4 separate regions of the Mus musculus genome follow, and all the other regions are linked to region 4. The links are chromatin contacts, called in public Hi-C and HiChIP or PLAC-seq maps. All regions are on one chromosome and are shown on one strand. The core of a region is the stretch at or near the end of the contact, and the rest is flanking DNA. Distances in the headings are between cores, read along the strand shown. Region 1 has its middle 6.1 kb from the start of Gm39484. Region 2 holds the start of Nptx1 (neuronal pentraxin 1). Region 3 holds the start of Endov (endonuclease V). Region 4 overlaps Rptor (regulatory associated protein of MTOR, complex 1).

What was found. Hi-C and Micro-C count contacts between places; a contact is called where the count stands out from the background. HiChIP or PLAC-seq counts read pairs in DNA pulled down with a chosen protein or histone mark.
Region 1: a contact with region 4 is called in a FOXA1 HiChIP or PLAC-seq map of pancreatic cancer cells. The contact joins two enhancer-like sites. A contact is called at or near these places in 4 of 484 Hi-C or Micro-C datasets (bone marrow-derived macrophages, cortical neurons, embryonic fibroblasts and 1 more), 13 of 115 datasets of contacts at active chromatin or transcription factors (SST interneurons, acute myeloid leukemia, bone marrow-derived macrophages and 9 more) and 3 of 9 other capture datasets (adipose tissue, embryonic stem cells and liver).
Region 2: a Hi-C map of bone marrow-derived macrophages shows a contact between it and region 4, with 33 read pairs. The contact joins the promoter of Nptx1 here to the enhancer-like site in region 4. A contact is called at or near these places in 7 of 39 promoter capture datasets (3T3-L1-derived adipocytes, the C10 cell line, the HPC-7 cell line and 4 more), 2 of 484 Hi-C or Micro-C datasets (bone marrow-derived macrophages and cerebellum), 14 of 115 datasets of contacts at active chromatin or transcription factors (acute myeloid leukemia, craniofacial prominence, embryonic basal ganglia and 10 more) and 4 of 9 other capture datasets (adipose tissue, embryonic stem cells, liver and 1 more).
Region 3: a contact with region 4 is called in an H3K4me3 HiChIP or PLAC-seq map of bone marrow-derived macrophages, with 4 times the contacts expected there. The contact joins the promoter of Endov here to the enhancer-like site in region 4. A contact is called at or near these places in 5 of 39 promoter capture datasets (the C10 cell line, cancer-associated fibroblasts, embryonic stem cells and 2 more), 3 of 484 Hi-C or Micro-C datasets (bone marrow-derived macrophages, cortical neurons and myeloid progenitors), 27 of 115 datasets of contacts at active chromatin or transcription factors (the NIH/3T3 cell line, acute myeloid leukemia, bone marrow-derived macrophages and 18 more) and 4 of 9 other capture datasets (adipose tissue, liver, macrophages and 1 more).

Annotation. Positions count from the first base shown.
Region 1 is chr11:119,515,539-119,518,610 of GRCm38.p6, reverse strand. No RefSeq gene overlaps it. Among named protein-coding and RNA genes, the nearest start is that of Gm39484, 6.1 kb to the left of the region's middle. Within about 2 kb of position 1,435, at least 70 of the 459 cell types and tissues checked have an H3K27ac peak or open chromatin away from gene starts, as enhancers often do. A contact at or near this core is called in pancreatic cancer cells, where this site is marked.
Region 2 is chr11:119,546,480-119,549,690 of GRCm38.p6, reverse strand. Nptx1 (neuronal pentraxin 1) reads left to right here and starts at 1,871. Exons shown (of 5, transcript NM_008730.2): 1 at 1,871-2,545; 2 at 2,832-3,039. The coding sequence starts at 2,102. Gm11762 (predicted gene 11762) reads right to left here and starts at 1,061. Exons shown (of 4, transcript NR_045099.1): 1 at 1-1,061.
Region 3 is chr11:119,489,671-119,492,650 of GRCm38.p6, reverse strand. It overlaps Endov (endonuclease V), which reads right to left and starts at 1,304. Exons shown (of 9, transcript NM_001164636.1): 1 at 1,192-1,304; 2 at 695-866. The coding sequence starts at 1,247. A930037H05Rik (RIKEN cDNA A930037H05 gene) reads left to right here and starts at 1,416. Exons shown (of 4, transcript NR_153849.1): 1 at 1,416-1,608.
Region 4 is chr11:119,816,205-119,819,148 of GRCm38.p6, reverse strand. It overlaps Rptor (regulatory associated protein of MTOR, complex 1), which reads right to left. Exons shown (of 34, transcript NM_028898.3): 11 at 1,970-2,071. Among named protein-coding and RNA genes, the nearest start is that of Rptoros, 17 kb to the left of the region's middle. Within about 2 kb of position 1,263, at least 44 of the 459 cell types and tissues checked have an H3K27ac peak or open chromatin away from gene starts, as enhancers often do. A contact at or near this core is called in bone marrow-derived macrophages, cerebellum, microglia and 1 more, where this site is marked.

The sequences.
Region 1 (3,072 bases), core at 186-2,685, 300 kb after region 4:
ACTGAAGCAATGGGGCAGAGTGCCCTGGTTTTTAAGGTCAGCAAATGTGGAACACTGACTGGGTCCATGCCCATGGATGGGAAACATGTATTTGAGGCATGTAAGTTGGTGGCATCTGTGAACTCTTATCTGTGTAAGGCCCCAGTTCTAGGCAGATACATCTTTCTGAGGCTGCCATCCAACCCCTTGCATGAGACATGGACACAGAGTAGCAGAGGAGGGAAGGGCTGGGAAGACACTGCAGGTGGCAAGAAAGGTTTGGGCTGGGCAGAGCTGGCTTATTCCACTGTGGAACTGTCTCCCATGGTTATCTGAACCCCCATGTCAGTTTGCCGTTACCTAACTCTCCCATGAGGTACCACAAAGGCACCATTCACCAGGGCTCTAGCTCTTTCTGCACCTTGAAACCTTGGATCTCTGTCCAGGAGGCAAAAGTCTTTCAGCCCTCCTCCCAGCAGGCCATTCTCTGAGGCCACAAGAGCAGCAGCAAGTCTCTTGATACCCATTGCAAATCCCTTCTCCTCTTCAAGTTCCCTCAGGTTCAAGCCAGTCCCTCCTTCCTAAATGCAAATGCTCTCCTCGGTGAACCTTCCAGATTCAGAGTCGAAACAGAAATGTGATGTCATTTCTCACTGCTCCCGCCTCACCTAGTGGCCGTCACCCTTAAAGGAGATGCCAATCCCACTTCAAGAGACTGGGTCTCTAGCTCAAGTGCCTCATCTCTTGTCTGTCCATTCTGTTTGTGGGCCCAGTCCCAGGACAGAATCATCCCTGTCAGGGCCACCTTGCCTGGCATGGTGCCTCCTAAGGACAGAGAAACCTTGGGGCTAGGCTGCCTTCATTAGCTCCCCAGGGCAGCCATGGGCATGACAACTCTCCAGGACACACCGTTTGCTCTATGAAAGCTGGAACTTTGGGCCTTTCCTTTTCCAAGAGAGCCTCTGATCTCTGGATATTCACACTACGACATCGAGGGCATGTTGGATCCTAGGGTCACAGCGCCTCATCTCTCATCTGTCCATTCTGCTATGGACTGGGAAGGCTGGTTTTGGATGGATGGATACCCCAGAAACTGTAGAATCTGGCTGAACCAATGGTGGGACTGGGGTGGGGCCTGAATTTTCTCTGGAGGTGACCAAGTCCCTAGTGCCCAGATGACTAGACCCAGGGTTTGACCATTTTCTGCCTTTAGCCTTCGTGACCCGGAGAGCCACTCCTGATCCTGCATAGGCAGAGGCCAGAGCTGTGAGAGACACCCTGCCTTGGCTCAGTGCCAGTATTACACTTGGGGGAAGGGGGGAGAAACAAAACAAAACCCCCAAACAAACTCAAATCCAAAAAACAAAAGGCAGCTGCCAGCAGAAGGGAGGCTGAGTAACAGCCGGGCTGAGTCATGGCAGGAGGAGGCATTTGGTATGAGCGGGAGAGTATTCGGCCAGCTAGGAGCAGCCTCCTTAGGCCTAGAGGGAAGGGGAGGAAGGGGAGGCCCACATGCTGCCCTCTCTGGACGTCTGAGGTACTAGTCAGCATCTCTATAGAACACAGAGTCTTCACAGGTCCACATGCTAGGGATGGCATGGGGCAGACCAGCTCCCCACCCCCGCCTTGCATCGGGAAGCTCGGGCCCAGGTGCCACCCAGACCTCCTCAGTCTTGCCTCAGCCCAGTCTTAGAGGTAACAGACATAAACCATTACAAGGTGGTTGTAGGAATGAAGAGAGCCGCCTCAAGCACACAAGCTCTGGCTGCAGGCCTTCGGACCTGGGGCACCTGATGGACACGCTGGCAAGGCTGCTGGCTGGCGCCCTGCTCTTTCCTTGACAACTTTCCCACAGTTCCTCCGTAATGCCCCTGGAGGACCTGCCTTACCATAACTCTCCAGGATGGATTCTGTTTACCTCTTCCTTGAGAACTGAGGTTCCTGGCTCTTCTGTAAGTCCTGAGTGCAGTAGACATGGCTTTGGGGATAGCCGGGAGAGAAGTGGATTTCTGACCCCAGCTAGTGTCCTGGCCAGAAGACTGGGCAGCCCCTCGCCCCTGTGGTTCCAGTTGCTGCCGGTGTGGCTAGGGACAGTTGGTAAAGAACCCTGCCCAGCACCGTGACCTCAACTAACACAGCACAAAGACTAGCCCTCAGGGAGCCTTGGGTGAGCCTGGTAGGGTGTGCCAGTGTGTCTTCACTGTACCACCCCCTAACAGACAAGTGTCTGTGTGCTGGTGACACCCTCATCCTACTGAAGCTTCAAGTTTGGGAGCTGGCAGATGTCTGAGGATGGTTTTCTGTCAGGCATTGGGAACCTGAAAGAAAGAAGTCACCCAAGACCACCCAGCCAGGTTTGCTGGGAAAGGCTAACCCTGCTCCATGAGATACCTCACCTCTCTTCCGAGGATGGGCAGGGACTCCACAAACTCATTGGCTTTACCCCACTCAGAACTCGTGTGGTCCCAGCCTCTCCTTCAGATGTGGTCTGCTCCCTGCTCGCTCTAGCGGGTGCCTGCCTCTCCCGCCCCCAAGCTCCCTGCGGGAAGGGGTTCCTATGGCACCCCTTCCCCCGCACACACTTAGCTCACTGGAAGCCATCTGCCCGGAGATGGTGGCAGCAGATGCCTCAATGCACAGCGGTGCCTGAAACATAGTCGGCCCAGTGCCCAATCAACCTGGGCCCGTCCCATCAGGGCAGGGGCTGTGGCCAGAGGCGTTTTTTTGCACAGTGAGGACAGGCAGGTCCTGGATCCAATGGCATTTCTAGGATATACATACCAAGTTGGTTTCCAGGCCTAGACTGGGAAAAAGAGCCCTTAGCCTCATCCCTGCCAAGGATGTCTGAAAGCCAAACCTACTTCTTCAGCCTCAGGAAGAGGGTAATGGAAGAGGAGCCAGACGTGAGACAGGACCTCTGTGGGCCACAGCACCTCCAAAGCATGGTGGTACACACCTGTAATTGGGAGCGGAGGCAGGAGTTCCCGGCCATGGGCAACAAAGGGAGACACTATCCCAGTACACAATGAAAAGATAAAAAGACAAGACTCGGGTTGAGCCTGGAGTCCTCTGGACTGATGCTAGAACTGTCAT
Region 2 (3,211 bases), core at 622-3,121, 270 kb after region 4:
GGCCAGGAACTGCTTCGCGTTAGACGCGTGGGGGGAGGCGCCGCCGGGGCCGAAGCGCTAGGTCTGCGCGGGGTCCCCGCATCCGTCCGCGCTAGGTTGGGAGTTGGGGGCAGACGTCGCCCAGCAGCGCAGCGCCCCGGGTTGGGGGGTAATTCCTAGTTCTGCCGGTGTACGTCCCACGCAGAACGGCGGGAGGCTAGTTCTGAGACCCCAGCGGAACCTAGGGGGCACCCAGATGCGAGACGCTGCGTTCCTGCGTTCTGTACCTGACGGTGGACCCGCCGGAGCGGGAGCCCCGCACTCCCTCTCTGCACCACAGCCGCGTCCTGACTGCGGGGTCCCTCTGGCGCCCGGAAGCGGCGGCCCAGCGACGCTCCTGTCGTGTAGGGGCCACGGCAGCTCGCAGCACGGACTCGGGATGGTTAAATGCCGAGAAGAGAAACACAGGCAGTGGGGCGCCCCTGGGGCTCGGGGCTGGGAGGAGGCGTCGGAGAAGACCTGGATAGTGGCTTCCCTGCCAATCTGGCTTCTACCTTCACCACCGGTGATGCCCACCGGAGAGTGGCATCCTCTGTCCGAAGGCTGCCAGTGGGTCCCGGACTGGCGCCTCACAGTCCGGACCTAGTCTGGTCCATCGCAGACCCGTAAAAGGAGTGAGGCAACCGAATGCTTGACTGGAAGGTCTATGGGGCGAACCCAGCCAGCCTGTAGTTGGGCTTTTCCAGTCATTTAAAACCCGATGTGGGTTCTCCCCGCCTTCGTTTTCTTTTCAACATAATTGGATCTTGGGCGAGTTCCCAGGTCCGATTCTGACTCCGACGTGGGGCTGCAGCCCAGACCCTTGTCCAGAGTCCCCAGAGGCATTGAAACCTGGACTGGAATCCCAGCCGGCAGTGCTGCTATCCAGAAAAAAAGGAGGTATGGGTGTGCAGGTGGCTGGGTAAGGTGTCTGTAGGAAAAGGGTAAAGAGGTGCGAACCCCTGTAGATGCGAAGTCGCTGCCCACCTCTGAAACCCCTCCTCCAAAGTCCAGGGGCGCGAGGAATGGGCTAGACGGGGTTTCAAGTGGACCGGTAAACCCAACGCTCACATACACCTACAAAGGGACACACAGACACGCCCAGAGCGGTAAGGGAAGAAGCTCCCCCAGGGGCCCCTTTTGAGTGGCCAGCCAGCTTCTGGGGCGCCACCTGCCTGGAACTAGGCTGGCTTGGATGGCAGGAAGGGTTTGATCCACAGATCCGAGAAGGCCTTAGCCCTGACGAGTGCATAGTGCGGGCTCTCGTTTCCGGGGGCGGGGGACATTATTAGGTCTACAATCCTCAGGAGTTGGAAGAAGGGGAATACAGTAGGGCGGGGAGCCAGGGCGTGGGGGATCCCCAGACTCAGAGTGCTCCGTGGCTTTCAGCCACAAATGTCCATGAATCATTGTTCGGCCTCGCGACCCCTTTTCTGGACCTCAGCGAGCTGAACGCAGGGGACACCGACGTTGACTATTTAGGAAGAAGAGGGCTGCGAGCGCATGGAGCCCGAACCACACGGGCGCTTAGTGTGGAGCAAGCGAACCGAGCTTGTCTTGTGGCCATTCTTCTTTTCCGAGCCCCGTTGGAGATTAGGGGTATTGGGCAGGTGCCCCACCATCTAATCCAGGCCCACGGCCGATCTCCTTCTTGGCCCTGTATTCTGGTAGTCTTCGGGGAAGCGGCGCGGGCCCAGGCGGGGGCGTGCGTGCGGAGGCGGTGGGAGGGGGCGGTGGCGGATCCGGGAGGGACGAGATGGGGAGGGCCGAGGTAGCTCCAGCCGCGCTCCCGTGCGACCCCCGCGGCGCCGCGGGGCCGGTCCGCACACAATTAAAGCGGGATTCCTCCCCCGCTGACGTCGGCGGCGCCGAGGCCCCTCCCGCGGCTGCATAAAAGGCGCGGGCTCCGCAGCGCAGGCGGCAGTGGGGGCCGAGGAGCGCGGCCGAGAAGACTGTGCGGCGTAGAAGCGCGGTGCTAGAGCGCGGGCCGCCTGCGGAGCGACTGCCCCAGCCAGCCCGATCCCGGTCTCAGCCCGATCCCCACCGGAGCCGAGCGGCCCCGGTGCTCCAAGTGTCCGGAGCCATGCTGGCCGGCCGCGCCGCACGCACCTGTGCGCTGCTCGCCCTCTGCCTCCTGGGCAGTGGGGCCCAAGATTTCGGGCCGACCCGCTTCATCTGCACTTCGGTGCCGGTGGATGCAGACATGTGTGCCGCGTCCGTGGCTGCGGGCGGCGCGGAGGAGCTTCGGAGCAACGTGCTGCAGCTCCGCGAGACCGTGCTGCAGCAGAAGGAGACCATCCTCAGCCAGAAGGAGACCATCAGGGAGCTGACCACCAAGCTTGGCCGCTGCGAGAGCCAGAGCACCCTGGACTCGGGTCCCGGCGAGGCCAGGTCGGGAGGCGGCCGCAAGCAGCCTGGCTCGGGCAAGAACACGATGGGCGACCTGTCCCGGACGCCGGCCGCGGAGACGCTCAGCCAACTCGGGCAAACTTTGCAATCTCTCAAAACCCGACTGGAGAACCTCGAGGTCCGCGTGAGCTGCGGTTTCCCCTCCGTGTTATGCGCCCTTCTGCCCTCGCCCACCCCATCCCGACCCGGTCCGGCACCCCCGTCCCCCCTTCCTTGCCTCTTCGGCGCGCTGATGCCTGACCGGCGCCTCTCGAACCCTGCGGGGCACCGAGGGCTGCCACTCGCTGGAGCTTCCCTCCAGGCCACCCCCGCAATCGCCCCAGGGACCGCGTCGCGGGCCTTCGCGCACGGTCCGGGCTGCACGCCTAACGGTGTGGTTTTCCCCTGCCCTTATGCCCCCGCAGCAGTACAGCCGCCTCAATTCTTCCAGCCAAACCAACAGCCTCAAGGATCTGCTGCAGAGCAAGATCGATGACCTGGAGCGGCAGGTGCTGTCTCGGGTGAACACTCTGGAGGAGGGGAAAGGGGGCCCCAAGAACGACACAGAGGAAAGGGCCAAGATCGAGAGCGCCTTGACCTCCCTACACCAACGGATCAGCGAGCTGGAGAAAGGTAAGGGCTCAGGGGAACGTGCTGCATGCTCTCCAGAGACAGCCTGCCTGGGTCCTGCTCCCTGCCCTGGCCTCTTGTCCCGGCCCCACTCTGTAATCCCTCCCCAGTTAGGGCTTCCTGCCCAGTTCCTAGGCTGGAGATACCTCTCCAGGGACGCAGCAGAGCTTAAGAA
Region 3 (2,980 bases), core at 55-2,554, 330 kb after region 4:
CCCCCCCCCCCCCCCCCCCCCCCCCGAGAGCAGAGGGCAGCCATTCCTAGATTAGTCCCTCCTCCTCCTCCTGGAGTCTTCCCTCCAATAAATCTCTTTCATAAAATTTCCTGCTTGGTGTAACTCTCCTGTCAGAAAAGAAGCAAGGAAGAGAAGAGAAGAGAAGAGAAGTGGAGAGAGCGGGGCTGAGGCTTCCTCTCAGAGCTGTGTGGTTCCCGGGTCCTTGTGTCTCACGATGCCTTTCCATTGGGACACCTTTCCCCTCAGAATTTTAAGGTCCCTGGGCTTCCGAGTCCCTTCCATCTGATCAGAAACACAACAACCAGACCTGGAATTGTCTGTCGATCCTTTAAAAACTACTTTTAATTCACCATTTGTGTACATATATGTAGACCCGTGGGAGTTTATGTACATCACAAGCATCCTGGTGCCCATATTTCCTCTGCTTTTTGCTTTTGAAAACTTTTCTTCAAAGGCATTCCAATCTATTCATTACACTCTACAAACGGGGTGGAAGTGTATCAGTCCCTTGCCTAACACATTCGAGGGCCTGAGTCGGCTTCCTAGCATCAAATATATATATATACACTACGGGGTGCAAGTATTAAAAAAAAAAAGTAAATTTTATAAAACTGGACCCTGGCTCTCTGCCTACGATCGAACTGCACCGGGCGCAACATCCCACCCGGGTTACCTTGAGCTCGGGGTAGCTCAGCACTACCAGGGAAGCGCAGGCCCGGACACTGTCCCCTTTCACGAAGGACACATCCACGCCCCCGACCTTCTGCAGGCCCGAGAAGCTGGGGTCCCGCTGCCAGGCCTCCGTGTCCCGATCCACCACGCGCGCTTTCAGCCGGGCTTGTTCCCTAATAGGACACGAACATCAAACGGGCTCAGGGCCCATGGGAAGAGCGCGACGCTCGGGGCGTCCCCCCTCCCAGCCCACCCTCTCTCCTTTTTGTCCATCAAGCCACACTGAGAAGGAAAAGCTCTCGGCGATGGGAATCCCCGGTACCGGAAACGAGGACCACGCCCACAAAGGCTGGCTGCAACTTCCGGCAGCCGGCGGCCCGGAGCAGGCCTGTGCCGCAGCACCGAGGGTCAGTTTCCCAGCCGCCACAGGGGCTGTGAGGTCGGAGGTCACTGGAGAAGGCCACCCCCTTGGCTAATGCACGACCCCGACCCCATTACCCTTTCCACAGCGACAGGGTTTCCTCTGGCGGCCGCTCAGCGGCCGTGTGAGCCATGGCTAGCGCCTCGAGGCTTTGAGGACGTCACTTCCGGAGCGCCGGCGCCGAGCTGTTAGCCTCGCTCGTTTAGCGTCCCTCCGCTTCAGCTGAGGTTGCCGCCACCAGGGGCCGCTGTCACAGCAGTGCTGGGCGCCGAGCGCTGACTTCTTCCCGCGCGACTCTCTCAGATGCCGGCGTCCCGTCCCGTAGGTGGGTTGGCGCACAGGTTTGGGAAATGCAAGCCCAGCTCTGCGCCTTACCTGGCGCCTCCAGCCCTCCAGCAGCTTCGGCCCCGCTCTGAAAAGATTGGCCAGCAGTTGCATCCCTCGCACACACGGAGCCCTGAGCCCTGGGGTAACGCGGTTCCAATTACTGCCAGGTTCGGGTCCGCACATCGACACATTGCGTATGAGCACGCGCTTGCGGAGCAGAAAACCTCTGTGCAAACTTGAGACACCTTTGCAGCATAGATTTTTTCAGTTGTACCGATTGTGAGAAATTAGTCCGGAATAAGAACTCAAAAACCAGTGAAGTCGAGGGTCCTGGGCGTGGGCGCACTCCATTAATTCCAGCATTTGAGTAAAGAGGATCCCTGAATACGAGGCCAGCCTGGTTTACAGTAATTGAGTTCTAAGACAACCAGGACTACACGGAGAAATCCCATTTCGAAAAAACAAAAACAAAGGATCCTCCAGACCAGGGTGTGTGTGTGTGTTAGTTAGGGTTCTTCTAGAGGAAGAGAACCGATAGAAAATACATAAAGGGGATTTAGAGCTTGCCATAAGCAGGCAAAAAACAAAAGCTTCCTTCTTTCATGTCTTTTTATACAGGCTGCCACCAGAAGGTGTGTCCTAGATAGAGGGCAGGTATCTGGACTCTTAGGTTTTAGTTCATTCCAGATATAGCCAAGTCCACAAACAAGATTAGGCACTACAGGGTGTCAACCCAAAACAAAACGCAAAGTTGGCTATGCTCAACGATTTGGTGCAGAACTGTAGTTTTTATATTCTTGATTGCATTAGTCTGCCTCATTCATTTCCTGCTGGGTGAGTACTTAATGAGGACCAGTCTTTCTGTTTCTAGTATAGGTCTCTTACCCCAAATACCCATCCTGTCCGTTTAGTACCCAGAGCCTTACCTAATGTGTATCTCCCTCTCAATGACATGAGCTCAGCAGACTGTAGTGTTTTTTTTTTTTCTTAGAGATTTATTTTCATTCTTGTAAGTCTGGTAACGAATGCAGGTGCCCACGGAGACCAGAAGAGTTAGATTCCCCTGGAGCTCAAGTTACAGGAGCCTGTGGTCCTCTTGACATGGGTGCTAGGCATTGAATTTGGGCCCTCTGAAACAGCAGCACATATTTGGCAATTGCTGAACCAGCTCTCCAGCTCTAGATTGTAGCCTTTTGTTTGTCTTTACCTTAAGACAAAAGAGCCAAGGCCAGCAGGTACCAGCAGGAAGGACTGGGGTTTGCGACCTCTTGCTTTTTTATGATCTGGTAAACTTAAGTGTATCTAAGGTACCTTCTCTGGTATTAGAAACGGATGGTTCATATTTTATTTCTTAGACCAGTAGTTCCTTAGGGATCTCTTCCTTCTGAGTTCTGGGAAATGCTGGCATTGAGTCCAGAACAAGAAAATGGGAGAGTATGTAGAACTGTACTGTGCTGTTGTGAGGGAAAAATCATAAACAAACATGGGAAGAGGACTTTGAACTGGAGGTGGGAATGGCCTGTGTGAGGCTTGGGAGAC
Region 4 (2,944 bases), core at 14-2,513:
CCTATCCCGTTCTTTGTCTACCCCAAGTCTGTTCTTCAGGGCTCGCCCCTTGAGTCATAGGGGACCTGGCCCGGGAGACAGAGCCTTTTGTGTGGTACAGGACCTGCTGCTTACTTCTGTCTGAAAGAGCACATGGAAGATGGTGTGTGTGCTCTCATGGCTACTGCTCCATGTTTGGTATCAGGCTGGCTCTAGAGGTCTTCCCCTACCCTGAGAGTGTGGGTTGTAAATGGAACATGAAAAATAAAGTCGATAAAAGCCATTTACAAAAGGACTATTGCCAGACCCCAAAGAACTGGATGAACATGCCTGGCCCTGGAGCCCTGCTGTGGGGAGGACCAGCGCTACTCTGCTGTGCTGCTTCAATAATAGGCAGGGTGGAGAGAGAGTGGTGTGGTGACCCAGGTGACCCAGGGTTGCTGCCATTTACTGGAATCACGCAGGCATTGCGCCTCCCCAGGCCTTGTCCTGCTGTCATTACTTTTGCTTTGTTGTGGAAACATTTGGTTAGTTTCTAGCTCTTCTTGCAGTTCCAGAACTTTCTTAAAACTATGCTAGACACATGTAAGAGGAGCAGTGATAATTATTTTTATAATTTCAGAAAAGACGTAACAATATAGCATTACCTCTCTTTGACCTAAGGCCATTCTACAAAGTTCCCACTTCAAGAGGAACAGGCTATTGGTAACTCTTTATGTTACATGCATTCTTCTTTCTTGCCTTTTTAAAAAAATATTATTTATTTTTTGCTGGCTGAGATTACCGGGGCTTTAGACAGGGAGAAACCCAAGGTCTGGGATAGGTGAATCACCTCCTGAGATTGGGAGGCTGGCTGTGCTGTGGGAGAGGCTCTGGTGGGGGATGGGGTAGGGTGGGGAGGGCACTGTGCTCTGCGGAGACACTGTTGAGCTACAGTTGCTCTGAGCATTTGGCACAGTGAAGATGGAGGGTTGTCCACACAATGTGGTTAGCAGCCCTAATGAGCAAACACAAGGCCTTCTTTGAAAGAAGCGAGGCAATGTCCTTAGGCAGGTGGAAATCAGACCATGGGTCTGGCTGATTATAACGAGTGCTTTGGAGAGTGATGGCCCCATCCCTGGCCCTTGGCAAGCTCTGCCCCTCCCACTGAGAGGGGAGCCTGCCCTCTGCTCCTCCAGAGATACAGGCTTCCTAACCTTCCAAGTGGTACACCCTCATGATTTCCACAGCTTCTGCCTGAGCTCAACTGCCCTGGAAACTTGATAAATAGTATTTTCTGGCTTTTACAGTAAGTTGCCAATCCTAGGTATCTGATCTAGTCAATGGTTCCCGAGTAAAAGGTCTTTTCTTAGTCACAGCCTAGCTTATCAGTTTCTCCCACAAACACACATTTAATGAGACACAATCTTTGTGACTTATCTACCCAACTGTGATGACAAATCCACTATTCATATCCCTGCCCCATGTCATTTCAGTCAGCAGGCAGTAAATGGGTCCCCCAGAACCAGACCAGTTTGCACATGAATTGCTGACACATAGAGAAGGTCCTGTTTTTCTGAGGACCACAGCAAGGACCTGGTCTGTCTGTGCTGCTCTGGTATTGGTCAGGAAATGATGTCATAGCCCCGTTAGGATCTGCTTGGTGGCCTCACCCTTTCCTCACAGGACAAACTTTTATCTCGTGTCCTTCCAAACAGAAGGAGGTGGTGATGCCAAGATTCTGCACCATAGCAAGGTTCGTTGGCAGTGACACTTCATTAGTTCCTAACATGTAAGCAGGAGGAGGGAGTGGTGATCTATCCCAATCTATATTTAATTGGGAGAGGAAAAAGGGAATTCAGTGGCTTTGCCAAGAGGAGGCCGCTGGGAGTAAGCAAGCATCTGACTTCAGATCAGATGTAACACATCGATGTACCGTTGGCCTGAAGCACAGCCCGGCTCGCCTCCTGAGGAACAGGTGTCTCAGTTAGGTCTGTGGGAAGCGACTGACCTGCAGGACGATGGGCAGCTGCTCTGGGGGGCTCCTGTTTTCCACACCCATTGTGAGCCACACCTGGAATGCTGTCAGCTGCTCGGCAAAGAATGGGCTGTGCTGTGGGAAAAGCCAAAGAGTCGGTTAGGGAGGCAGGTTTCTTTCCACCGCCCTCCCTCACCCCTCAGTCCTGACAAGGCAGTGACCACAATGGACAGAGCTGGAGGGCGCAGGGCTTACGGGCTCTGTCAACAGCCTGACAGGAGACAGAGGAAATCTGAATGTGTGGCCTGTCAACCATCAGGGAGGGTGTGATAAGAGGTAGCTATGAGGGTCACTGCATCCCTGAGCCCCAGTCCTCTGCAGGAGAGCACATACGACTTGTAGGAACACGAGGCCATGTCTCCAGAACCACCATTTCTTCACTATCACTGTGAGTATTATTTTGAGAGAGAGAGAGTTTCCCTGTCTACCCACACCAGTCTGCGGTTCCTCATCTTCCTTCCTCAGCTTCCTGAGAGCTGAGATTGCAGGTGTGCACCATATTTAGCCTGTTTTTTTGTTGTTGTTGTTGGTTTTTTTTTTTGTTTGTTTGTTTGTTTGTGGTTGAGCTCTAGAGAAGGGACCCAGGACTGACTCTAACTATTAGAGGCCAAGGAGACAGGTGGAACCTTCCAAGAAAATGGTGAAGGGAATCGTTGTGAAGATAGAGCAAGATCATATGGATGTGGGGCTTTGGAAGCCAGGTCAGTGATGTACTCAGCAGTACTGGACATGAGATGAATCAAGCAAGATGAAGATTAGGACCCAGCTGTGGGTTACTTCAGAGATGGAGAGGCCATCTTAAATACTGTCTTGGATACAGCAAAGCACAGCAAGCTCGAACACACAACAGAAACCAGGAGACAGGACAGAAGAGAGAAGGTGGAGGATCCAGGCCAGACACCCTATGGAAGGAGGCAGCTCGAAAGAGGGAGACAGGGGTGGGCATGG